Regions from separate parts of the Mus musculus genome. Here region 1 is linked to region 2. Evidence: chromatin contacts called from public Hi-C data. All regions are on one chromosome and are shown on one strand. The core of a region is the stretch at or near the end of the contact, and the rest is flanking DNA. Distances in the headings are between cores, read along the strand shown. Region 1 overlaps Hacd2 (3-hydroxyacyl-CoA dehydratase 2). Region 2 overlaps Mylk (myosin, light polypeptide kinase).

The links. Hi-C and Micro-C count contacts between places; a contact is called where the count stands out from the background.
Region 1: a contact with region 2 is called in a Hi-C map of liver, with 3 times the contacts expected there. The contact joins two enhancer-like sites. A contact is called at or near these places in 11 of 484 Hi-C or Micro-C datasets (bone marrow-derived macrophages, cerebellum, cortical neurons and 4 more).

What each region holds. Positions count from the first base shown.
Region 1 is chr16:35,096,101-35,101,180 of GRCm38.p6, reverse strand. Hacd2 (3-hydroxyacyl-CoA dehydratase 2) reads right to left here. Exons shown (of 7, transcript NM_023587.2): 5 at 1,304-1,425. Among named protein-coding and RNA genes, the nearest start is that of Adcy5, 56 kb to the left of the region's middle. Within about 2 kb of position 3,045, at least 3 of the 459 cell types and tissues checked have an H3K27ac peak or open chromatin away from gene starts, as enhancers often do. A contact at or near this core is called in liver, where this site is marked.
Region 2 is chr16:34,892,693-34,898,078 of GRCm38.p6, reverse strand. Mylk (myosin, light polypeptide kinase) reads right to left here. Exons shown (of 32, transcript NM_139300.3): 10 at 3,134-3,268. Among named protein-coding and RNA genes, the nearest start is that of 1700119H24Rik, 44 kb to the left of the region's middle. Within about 2 kb of position 3,543, at least 5 of the 459 cell types and tissues checked have an H3K27ac peak or open chromatin away from gene starts, as enhancers often do. A contact at or near this core is called in liver, where this site is marked.

The sequences.
Region 1 (5,080 bases), core at 1,796-4,295, 200 kb before region 2:
TCAGCTCAAATTCAAGAAACTGTAGCCATTTACGGCTCAAAATTAACCTGGATTAAGCTTCCAGGCACAAGAATCTGCCCAGAAACAAGTCATTTTCCCTGTTGCCAACCTAGATCATTAGGCAGGGCAGTGGAGAAGAACTGTCCATAGACCACAGAGAAAAATAAGCCAAAGAATTCTCTGAGAACAAAGCCAAATCTAGGCCAACAAGTGCAACAAGTGTCCCCACAGACGGACAGCCTTCATGATGGCCGTGCAGGCTGGTTGGAAGCTGTTACTTTTCCCTTCTTTTCCTCCTAAATATAGTCTATTAAAAAAAAAACAAAAGGCTCATATCCTTGAAATGCTAGACACTGGATTCCATTCCTAATTCAATCGCTAAACTCAAACTGTGTAGTAACAACTGTTTTCTTTTTAGGAAATGAGGTGTCTTAGCTCCAAAGTCAGCCTGGACCTTTCTGCTCTGTCATCCTCACCCCACAGTTCCTCATGCACAAAATCACAACTGGATAAACAGATGTGCCATCAGCCTTTTGTCTAAGTCACAATTAAATTTCATTATTGTTGTTGAGACCAGAGTCTCATTCTGGGGCCAGAAATTGTGGCAATTTTCCTGCCTCAGCCTTCCAAGTTCTGGGATTATAAAAGGGTGAATCACCATGCCTGAATTCATTCATTCTTTGTTTTTTTCCTTTAATGTAAGTAAGTACACCGTAGCTATCTTCAGACACAGCCGAAGAGGGCATTGAGTCCCATTACAGATGGTTGTGAGCCACCATGTAGGTGCTGGGAATTGAACTCAGGTCCTCTGGAAGAACAGTCAGTGCTCTTAACTGCTGAGCCATCTCTCCAGCCTCACATGCCTGATTCTTAATGAATATTACTGGTAAAAATAATCAAAGCAAAATAAAATTTATAAGCTGAGAAAACCATGTAATGTTTGCTATTAAGTAAAATAACCTCACATGTCATAGTTTCTTGACAAAACAAGACTAGGAGATGTAGACACGGACCACAAGGGGACAAGTTCATCAGCTAAACTGAGTAAGGACAAAAACAGATAATATAATAAGTCTCTGTTGAGTAACTTAACTGAAAAGAACAGAGTTCAAGAAAAATAATCTAAGTAAAATATGAAGACTTTAGAACAGTGTTTCTACAGATAAAAGTCAAGACCTTTCTGGTGAAATCCCCATCTCATCCAATTTCAGTTTTGGGAAGTTGGAGGCAATAGTCAGGCAATAAAAGGCAGATATGGTGTGGGTTCTTACAAAGTTAGTACTTGCTGTATGCACTTCTTTACCTGGCCCATTTGATGATATAAGGCAGATGGTTTAATAGACTGAATGTGTAAAAGGAGTAACGGATAATTTCCGTGATTGTCCAGGCAATGACAAACAGAAGTACACTGTCTTCACTCTGCACCTGGAGGAGAAGAAAAAAGATGTAAGAACAAACAAAGGAACATGCACAAGAGGCATTTTATAATGTGCACTGCCTGCAGGGCTGCCCGGCCACAGCCACCCATCCTTGTCCTCAAATGGCTGCAGCACAGCTTAGAAAGGGCTTGCTGATCAAAGACAAGGCACCTCCAACAGTTCTATGGAGGCACGTGACAGGAGACTCCGTTTGTGGATCAGTGGGAGCAGCAAGGAAGGGAACTGGATGAGCAGGATACCTCAGCAAGAGAGAAACACACCAAGTTTCTTTGCTGCTCTGATAAGGGAAAAGTGAGGTGGAGGAGTCAGAAGTAGGTAGGGAGAGGAGGCTAGGAGGACAAGCGGGTGGGAGGCTTGGGATCATCACCAAGAATCTGTGTGCAATTAGTGTGACAGCGGGGAATCTGAGGACACTTCCAGAACACAAATGTGAGGATTCAAGCATGGTGGGTAGGGTGAGCTCAGGAAAGAAGAGGCACAGGCCATATACCAAGCAGGTACCCTCTTGAGGAGACAAGAGGCCTGCTCGCTCACACAAGGCAGCTAGACCAGAACGACTTTGACACTGACTGCCTTACGCTAGAGAAATGGTAACCTTGGTCAAGTTCCCTTATGTGTTTGATAGGTGCTGTTCCAGGGGAATTTATGGCTGTAATACAGACTCCAGCACCCCTCCACCCCACTATGAGTTTATAAAGATCCTTTGTGAGCAAAACCCAACAGACAAGCTTGCACTGCGATTCACCTGTTTCCCCTGTCCTACATGGTTGGTGAGTTGGCTGTGAGTTAAAGTCCTACTCAGTAAACCGAGCAGACTACTATGTGCTGATTTCTCTGTCTCATCCCAACCTGTAGTGACAAGGGTGTAGCAACCCTGCCTTCACTTTTGCTTCTCTCCATCTGCAGAGCCAACAGTTTTTAGCACTTGCATTCTTTCTCAGAAAGTGTACATGGAGTGATCCACCTACACAGTGAAATAAGTAGTCATTTACATAGCTATTAACTAAATTGCCCTGACAAAGAACTTCATAAATGCATGGTTACTATTCTCTAAAAATAATAAGAATTTCATCCTGTCAAGAGCAGGAGTACTTTCTGCTTTAAGGCCAGAGCTAAGTACCATTAAAGCTCACACTGAGGGCTCCAGTCTGCCCATGAAGCTTTGCTTAAAGCCTATCGGATACCAAAATCTACGTTTATCGGATATGTTGCTTTTCATGGACTTTGTAACCCTCATTATCTGACAGTGATGTATGTTTTTTATAGATTTATTTTATCAGTATTATTTTTTACAGCTGTGGCTAAAACCTCTTAAAGGCTTCCTATAGGCAGCTCCTCCAGTGTTCTGTACTCTAGCTCACCTTGGAAACTGAGTGTGTAAACTCATCTTTTGTTTCCCCAAAGCACCTGATGCTTTCCACAGGACAAAGTTTTGCAACTATCTGTGAAGCAAAGGGATCCAACTGACTGGGCTCACTCTAAAGACCCAGTTCCGTTCTCTTTATACCTAATATTGGTTTGTATCATCTTAGTGGCCTACACATAGACAGGTAGTCAACAAGCAGGTAAACTTCAAAGTTCTCGCTTCTGACCCAGCCAAGCAGGCATCTGAAGGAACGGACAGTTTTTACACTTTACTCTTTATTTACACTTAACTCTTTCAAAGGTCAGGATTAGGAAAATGGCCATGTTGGACAATTATTAACTGTAGATCAATAATACATCCTTGTGATCAACATGGGATTTGGAGAGGTAGAAAGACAGCTTAGATGTTAAGAGCATTTCTAGAGAACCTAGGCTCAATTCCAAGCACCTACATTGTGGCTCACAATCATCCTTAACTCCAGTTTCAGAGGATCTGATGCCATTTTTTGTCCTCTGTTGTCACCAGTGACACACATGGTACACAAACATACATGCAGGTAAAACACCCATATACATAAAATTAAAATTAAAACAAGAAGAGATTTGGATAGTCAGAGGTAAATTTTTCTGATTTGTAGAAATTATTCAATAACAAAGAACAAAGGTAAAATATAATGGGTTAAAATCAACAAGGGGACCAACAAGACCTGAATTGGTGTCTGTAAGTCATGTCACAACAGTATTAGTCATGACAGTCAAAAGGTGGACAAAAGCCAAGGATCCACAACTGCATGCATGTATGCGCACACACATAATATGAAATATTATTAAGCCTTAAGAAAACTCTTACGCATGTTAGAACATGGATGAATGAACTTTGAAGATTATCATCAGTTAAATTTGCCATTTGCAAAGGACAAATGCTGTTTGACTCCACTCACATGCAGCATGTGAGTGGTCGCTACATAGATGAGAAAAATAAAGACAGAAGGTTGCTAGGAGCTGGGCAGGAGGGGGAGGGGGTGGGGGGGAGGGGAACTGCTGCTTAACTGGTAGAGTCTCAGTTTGGCAAGTTGAAGAAAATGATGCGGATGGAAGGCAATCATGGGAATGCACTTAAAGTAAAACTGTATTGTACACTCAAAAATGACCAAAATGGTCAATGTCATATATATTTCACCACAATAAAAATAAGTTAAAAACCTAATTATGTCAAAGTCAACAGAAAGAAATATAAAGTTTTCTATAATTCAATAGAAAAATGACTTCAGTACAGACTAGAGAATACTGTGGCTTATGAACCCAAGAGATGGGAGCCAACAGGGTATGAGGGTATAAAACTCACGCTCAGCCAGTTACTACTACAATTCTGTAACACTCTAAATACATCAGACCTCAACTAGGAGGCGGAGTCTGTCAAAAGAACACTTGCACTAACTAGCAGAGCTTAGCCTAGGACAGGAAACAGAGCATGTACGTTAAAGTATGTAAGAAGGACACCATTAATATGAGACTAATGGATAAAAGAAAAAGGAATAAGATGTTGGTGTTGATCTGAAATCAGAAAACCAACCTAACAAAGCAGCTGGCCAAGAATACCTGCTACCTTCTAAAGCTGCAGGATTCTGGGCCTTGGACTTAAATCCAGAGTCCAGGACCAAAGAAGAATTCCACAGAGAATGGGTGAGCTGAGTGGGAGCTGGCAGGGTGTCCTGTGCAGTGCCTTGGATGTGCTGGGGCAATGGTAGCACAGAACTTGTGGGAGTGGCTAAGCAGTGTCTGGTTTAACTTGAGAGAACCCACAGCATGGATGGCCAGGAACTAGATACTGGACAGTCCAGAGACTTAGGGCAGAACCAAACACAATGGGCCAAACAACAACACAAAGAATGAAATGATTACTAATGATATTCTCTACACTCATAGATCAGCGCCTTGCCATCATCAGAGAGGCTTCCTCTGGCAGCAGATGAAAGTTGGTACAAAGACTCAAAGCTAGCATTATTTGGAGAGTCTTATTGGAGGTCTCTATCTAGTCCCTCCCTTTGGGACTTGAGGAATCCAATGGAAGAGGGGGAGGAAGGACTGCAGCAGTCAGAGCGGATGGAGGACACCAGGAAGACACAGCCCACTGAATCAACTAGGCAGGGATCATATGAGCTCAAAGACAGAAGCAGCAAGCACAGGGCCTGGAAGGGTCTGCAGCAGGTCCTGTGTGTGTATGTCACAGCTGTCAGCTTGGTGCTTTTCTATGCCTTCTGACAGTGGCAGCGGGT
Region 2 (5,386 bases), core at 2,294-4,793:
GAGGAATGAAGTATCCATGCATTGGTCTTCTTTCTTCTTGATTTTCTTGTGTTTTGCAAATTGTATCTTGGGTATTCTAAGTTTCTGGGCTAATATCCACTTATCAGTGAGTGCATATCAAGTGACTTCTTTTGTGATTGGGTTACCTCACTCAAGATGATATCCTCCAGATACATCCATTTGCCCAAGAATTTCATAAATTCATTGTTTTTAATAGCTGAGTAGTAGTACTCCATTGTGTAAATATACCACATTTTCTGTATTGAGAGACTACCCCACCTGGGGATCCATCCCATAATCAGCCACCAAACGCAGACACTATTGCACATGCTAGCAAGATTTTGCTGAAAGGACTCTGATATAGCTGTCTCTTGTGAGGCTATGCCAGTGCCTGGCAAATACAGAAGTGGATGCTCACAGTCATCTATTGGATGGAACACAGGACCCCTAATGAAGGAGCTAGAGAAAGTACCCAAGGAGCTGAAGGGGTCTGCAACCCTATAGGTGGAACAACAACATGAACTAACCAGTACCTCCAGAGCTTGTGTTTCTAGCTGCATATGTAGCAGAAGATGGCCTAGTCGGCCATCAATGGGAAGAGAGGCCCCTTGGTCTTGCAAACTTTATATGCCCCAGTACAGGAAACGCCAGGGTCAAGAAGTGGGAGTGAGTGGGTAGGGGAGCAGGGCAGGGGGTGGGGCGGGGAGGGTATAGGGGACTTTTTGGATAGCATTTGAAATGTAAATGAAGAAAATATCTAATAAAAAATTGAAAAAACAAAACAAAACAACCCCCCCCCCAAAAAAAAACCACTTCACAGCCTAGAGGCTTGTTTGGACTAGTTAGAAGCTACGGAAGGGAATTTAAGCACTATTGCCCTCTAGTGGGAAAAGTGTGGATAGCCAAGATCTACCCCATGCTCGATATTAAATATATATTATAATATCTAATCATTTACATTTAATATTATTTAGAATATAACATATAATATGTATTTATATGTTGCAATATATATATATGTTCTTTGGGAATTTCATACAATGTACTTTGGTCATGGTCTTCCCAACTCTCCCCCTCATCCCTACCAGATCGGTTCCCATCTCAGCCTGCAACTTTGTGTCCCTTTTGTTTTGTTTTGCTTTGCTTGATTAACTCAGTGAGTCCAATCTATGCTGTTCATATATTCTTGAGAATGGAGCATGACAGGCCAACCAGGGGCCACACCCTTAAAGAAAACAGATTCTTTTTCCTCCAGAAGCCACTAACTACCAATAGCTCATTAGCTAGGGCTAGGGGCTGGTGAGCCCTTCCCTGCTCCATGCTAGAATGTTAACTGGATGGATCTTGTACGGGTCTCATGCAGGCAGCCACAGCTGCTGTGGGCTCATGACTGCATCAGCCCTGTCTTGCCCAGAAGACACTGTTCCAGCCCAGCCCTCCTCTACTTCTGGATCTCATGGTCTTTCTGACCCATTTACTGAGGTGGTCCCGAGTTTTGGGATGAATACAATATCGACAGCTCATTTGTGGCTGGGCATTCCAACGATACTCATTTCCCGCATACTTGACCAGCTGTGAGTTTCTGTTAACCATCATCTACTGCACAAAAAACCTTTTTTGTACTGACTTATGCAATTTGGTTTCACATAGCTGGCAAACCAAAAGTGCTATTTAAGTAGTATGTGTGTGTAATTAACATTAATATATTAAAATATATTGATACATATTTTTAATATAATGAAAACAATTTTATGACATGAGGAAATTGCATGACATTCTTATTTCAGTGCCCATAAACTTTCCACAGTCTGCTGTCTTTACGCCACAGCGGTGGAGTTGGTTAGTTGGTACAGAGGTATGTACCCTGGACACCTGGAAGGATTTACAAACTGGCTCTCCGGAGGAAATGCTCATTGACCCTTGTTTAGCTTTGCCCGGTCAAAGTGAAGCTCTCACTCAGACCCATGATTGGCCCTTAGGCTCACACCCGGCTCTAGCTGCAAGCAGGCTGGGTCCTTGCCCTCAGTCCCAGGCTCTGTCCATGGGTGAGGGGTAGACTGCAGTTCTCACCTATCTACCGAAGCTAACTGGAGGGAGTTCGTACAACACGTGCTCGCACTCACTCCCTGGCAAAGCCTGAAAGAACTGTGGTGATACCGAGGCTTACAGCAAAGGGTCAGGACGATGACACACCTGGGGACTACTTGGTGACAAGCGGTGGGTGCTGCCTCTTATGAGGCTTGTGCTGTAAGATGCAAGAACTGGCTAAGATCACAAGCTCTCTGCCTCCAAATCAGAAGATCAGTTATCTGATGACTCTGGGCTGGAGAGTCCCCTCTTAGCAGGTCCCTAAGGTTTCTTACCAACAGCCTCTGCCCAGCTATGCCCACTGAACAGACTGTTCCCAGTTTTAAAGTCAGTCTCCCACACTTAAATTTAAATTAAAAATTAAAAATTAGAAGACCCTCAAAAGAGGAGAAGGGTGAGAATATTTGTTAATTATTTTTTCAAAGAGTTATTACTTATGCCAGGCAGTGATGGGACACACTTTTAATCCCAGCACTTGGAAGCAGAGGCAGGCAGATATCTCTGAGTTCATGGCTAGCCTCTTCTACACAGTAAATTTCAGGACAACCAGGGCTACATAGAGAGACCCTGTCTCAAAAACAAAACAAAAGTCAGAGAGCTTTACTTAATTATAGAATTACAATTAACATCATAATGAATCACTAGTTTTTATTCTAGATCCACCTGCCCCTCGATAAAAGGTCAAATTCCTTGGCTACTTTCTAACGTGGGTCACTGGGTTATCCATCTGCATGTTCATTTATCAACTCAATAAACGCCTATCGATGCTCTCTTAGGAGTCTAATCATAAGATATGAAATTGAGCTGCATACGTATCTTTGGGCAGGTATCTCACCCTCCCACTTTATACATGTGAAGGAAGTGAGTTCTCCTAGCTGCCCTGCCAGGCTGGCAGCAGTATTCCCAAAGAGCAGATGAGCCAGGCCAGCTAGCAAACAGCCGAGCCAGTTCCCACGTCTTCCCTTCTCTGCCCTTCTGAGGCACATATGGTTCGGAGTGACAAGTGAACTCAGTTGCACAGGGACTGGAGCAAGGGGAAACTCACCATTGAGCAGCCACGTGACCCGGGGTGCTGGAGTCCCCTGCACTGAGCACCGTAGCACAAAATCCTGGCCCTCAATGACAACACTGTCCTTCAGAACACTAGAGAATGAAGGGGCTGTCTGTGCCAAGTTCGGCCCTGTGAAGGGAAACAACAGATAGGCCCTCTTAGGTCCCAGCTCACCCACCTGGTGACCAACCAGTTATCTCAAGCCTTGCAAGGCAAACAGCCCATTGTCCTGTGCCCTGGGCTTCCTCAACAGCTGGCTGTGTCTTGCCTACCTCCATCCTTAGGGAGGAAAGGCATTGATGCCTGCAGTACAACTGAAAAGGGGCCTTCCAGGGTCACAAAGCTTCCTAGGGCTATGGCGCTCACACCCAGGCCTGCCTTCTCTCCTTGTGACTCAGGCCTCTCCCATCTACTTTTGACATTTGACCTCTGCTATCCTGATGATCCTGGGAATGCCTTCTCCCTCCTTTCTGGGTGTGACTGTGTTCCAGCTCTCCTCTTTTTACATACCATCACTAATTACACGGGCTTATTGCATGGTTCAAATCTGTAGAAACTACAGGTCCATGGTGGGAATATTTCCATCTGAAGTTATTTTAATTGTTTTTTTTTTTTTTTTACAATTCCAGGAATGAATCAAACAGCCAAGAGTCATATGTGTTTTCCAAGTGTGGCTTGAGCCCTGTTCTAAGTCCAAGGTTCAAAGTGACAGAGGACACACACACACACACACACACACACACATGCACACACACAGATGAATCTCTACTCTAAGAGACCTGCCAGCTGGATTTTCAAAGTTCAAACCTTCCACAATGTGAATCTAAAAACACTTTAAACTTTGAGGACCGGGGCTAGAGCGATGGCTCAGTGGTTAAAAGAACTGACTGTTCTTCCAGAGGTCCTGAGTTCTCAGTGGTTAAAAGAACTGACTGGCTTCCGCTCGACTCGAGACTCGAGCCCCGGGCTACCTTGCCAGCAGAGTCTTGCCCAACACCCGCAAGGGTCCACACAGGACTCCCCACGGGACCCTAAGACCTCTGGTGAGTGGATCACAGTGCCTGCCCCAATCCAATCGCACGGAACTCGAGACTGCGGTACATAGGGAAGCAGGCTACCCGGGCCTGATCTGGGGCACAAGTCCCTTCCGCTCGACTCGAGACTCGAGCCCCGGGCTACCTTGACAGCAGAGTCTTGCCCAACACCCGCAAGGGCCCACACGGGACTCCCCACGGGACCCTAAGACCTTTGGTGAGTGGAACACAGCGCCTACCCCAATCCAATCGCGTGGAACTTGAGACTGCGGTACATAGGGAAGCAGGCTACCCGGGCTTGATCTGGGGCACAAACCCCTTCCACTCCACTCGAGCCCCGGCTACCTTGCCAGCTGAGTCGCCTGACACCCGCAAGGGCCCACACAGGATTCCACACGTGATCCTAAGACCTCTAGTGAGTGGAACACAACTTCTGCCAGGAGTCTGGTTCGAACACCAGATATCTGGGTACCTGCCTTGCAAGAAGAGAGCTTGCCTGCAGAGAATACTCTGCCCACTGAAACTAAGGAGAGTGCTACCCTCCAGGTCTGCTCATAGAGGCTAACAGAGTCACCTGAAGAACAAGCTCTTAACAGTGACAACTAAAACAGCTAGCTTCAGAGATTACCAGATGGCGAAAGGCAAACGTAAGAATCCTACTAACAGAAATCAAGACCACTCACCATCATCAGAACGCAGCACTCCCACCCCACCTAGTCCTGGGCACCCCAACACAACCGAAAATCTAGACCCAGATTTAAAAACATTTCTCATGATGATGATAGAGGACATCAAGAAGGACTTTCATAAGTCACTTAAAGATTTACAGGAGAGCACTGCTAAAGAGTTACAGGCTCTTAAAGAAAAGCAGGAAAACACAGCCAAACAGGTGATGGAAATGAACAAAACCATACTAGAACTAAAAGGGGAAGTAGACACAATAAAGAAAACCCAAAGCGAGGCAACGCTGGAGATAGAAACCCTAGGAAAGAGATCTGGAACCATAGATGCGAGCATCAGCAACAGAATACAAGAAATGGAAGAGAGAATCTCAGGTGCAGAAGATTCCATAGAGAACATCGACACAACAGTCAAAGAAAATACAAAATGCAAAAGGATCCTAACTCAAAACATCCAGGTAATCCAGGACACAATGAGAAGACCAAACCTACGGATAATAGGAATTGATGAGAATGAAGATTTTCAACTTAAA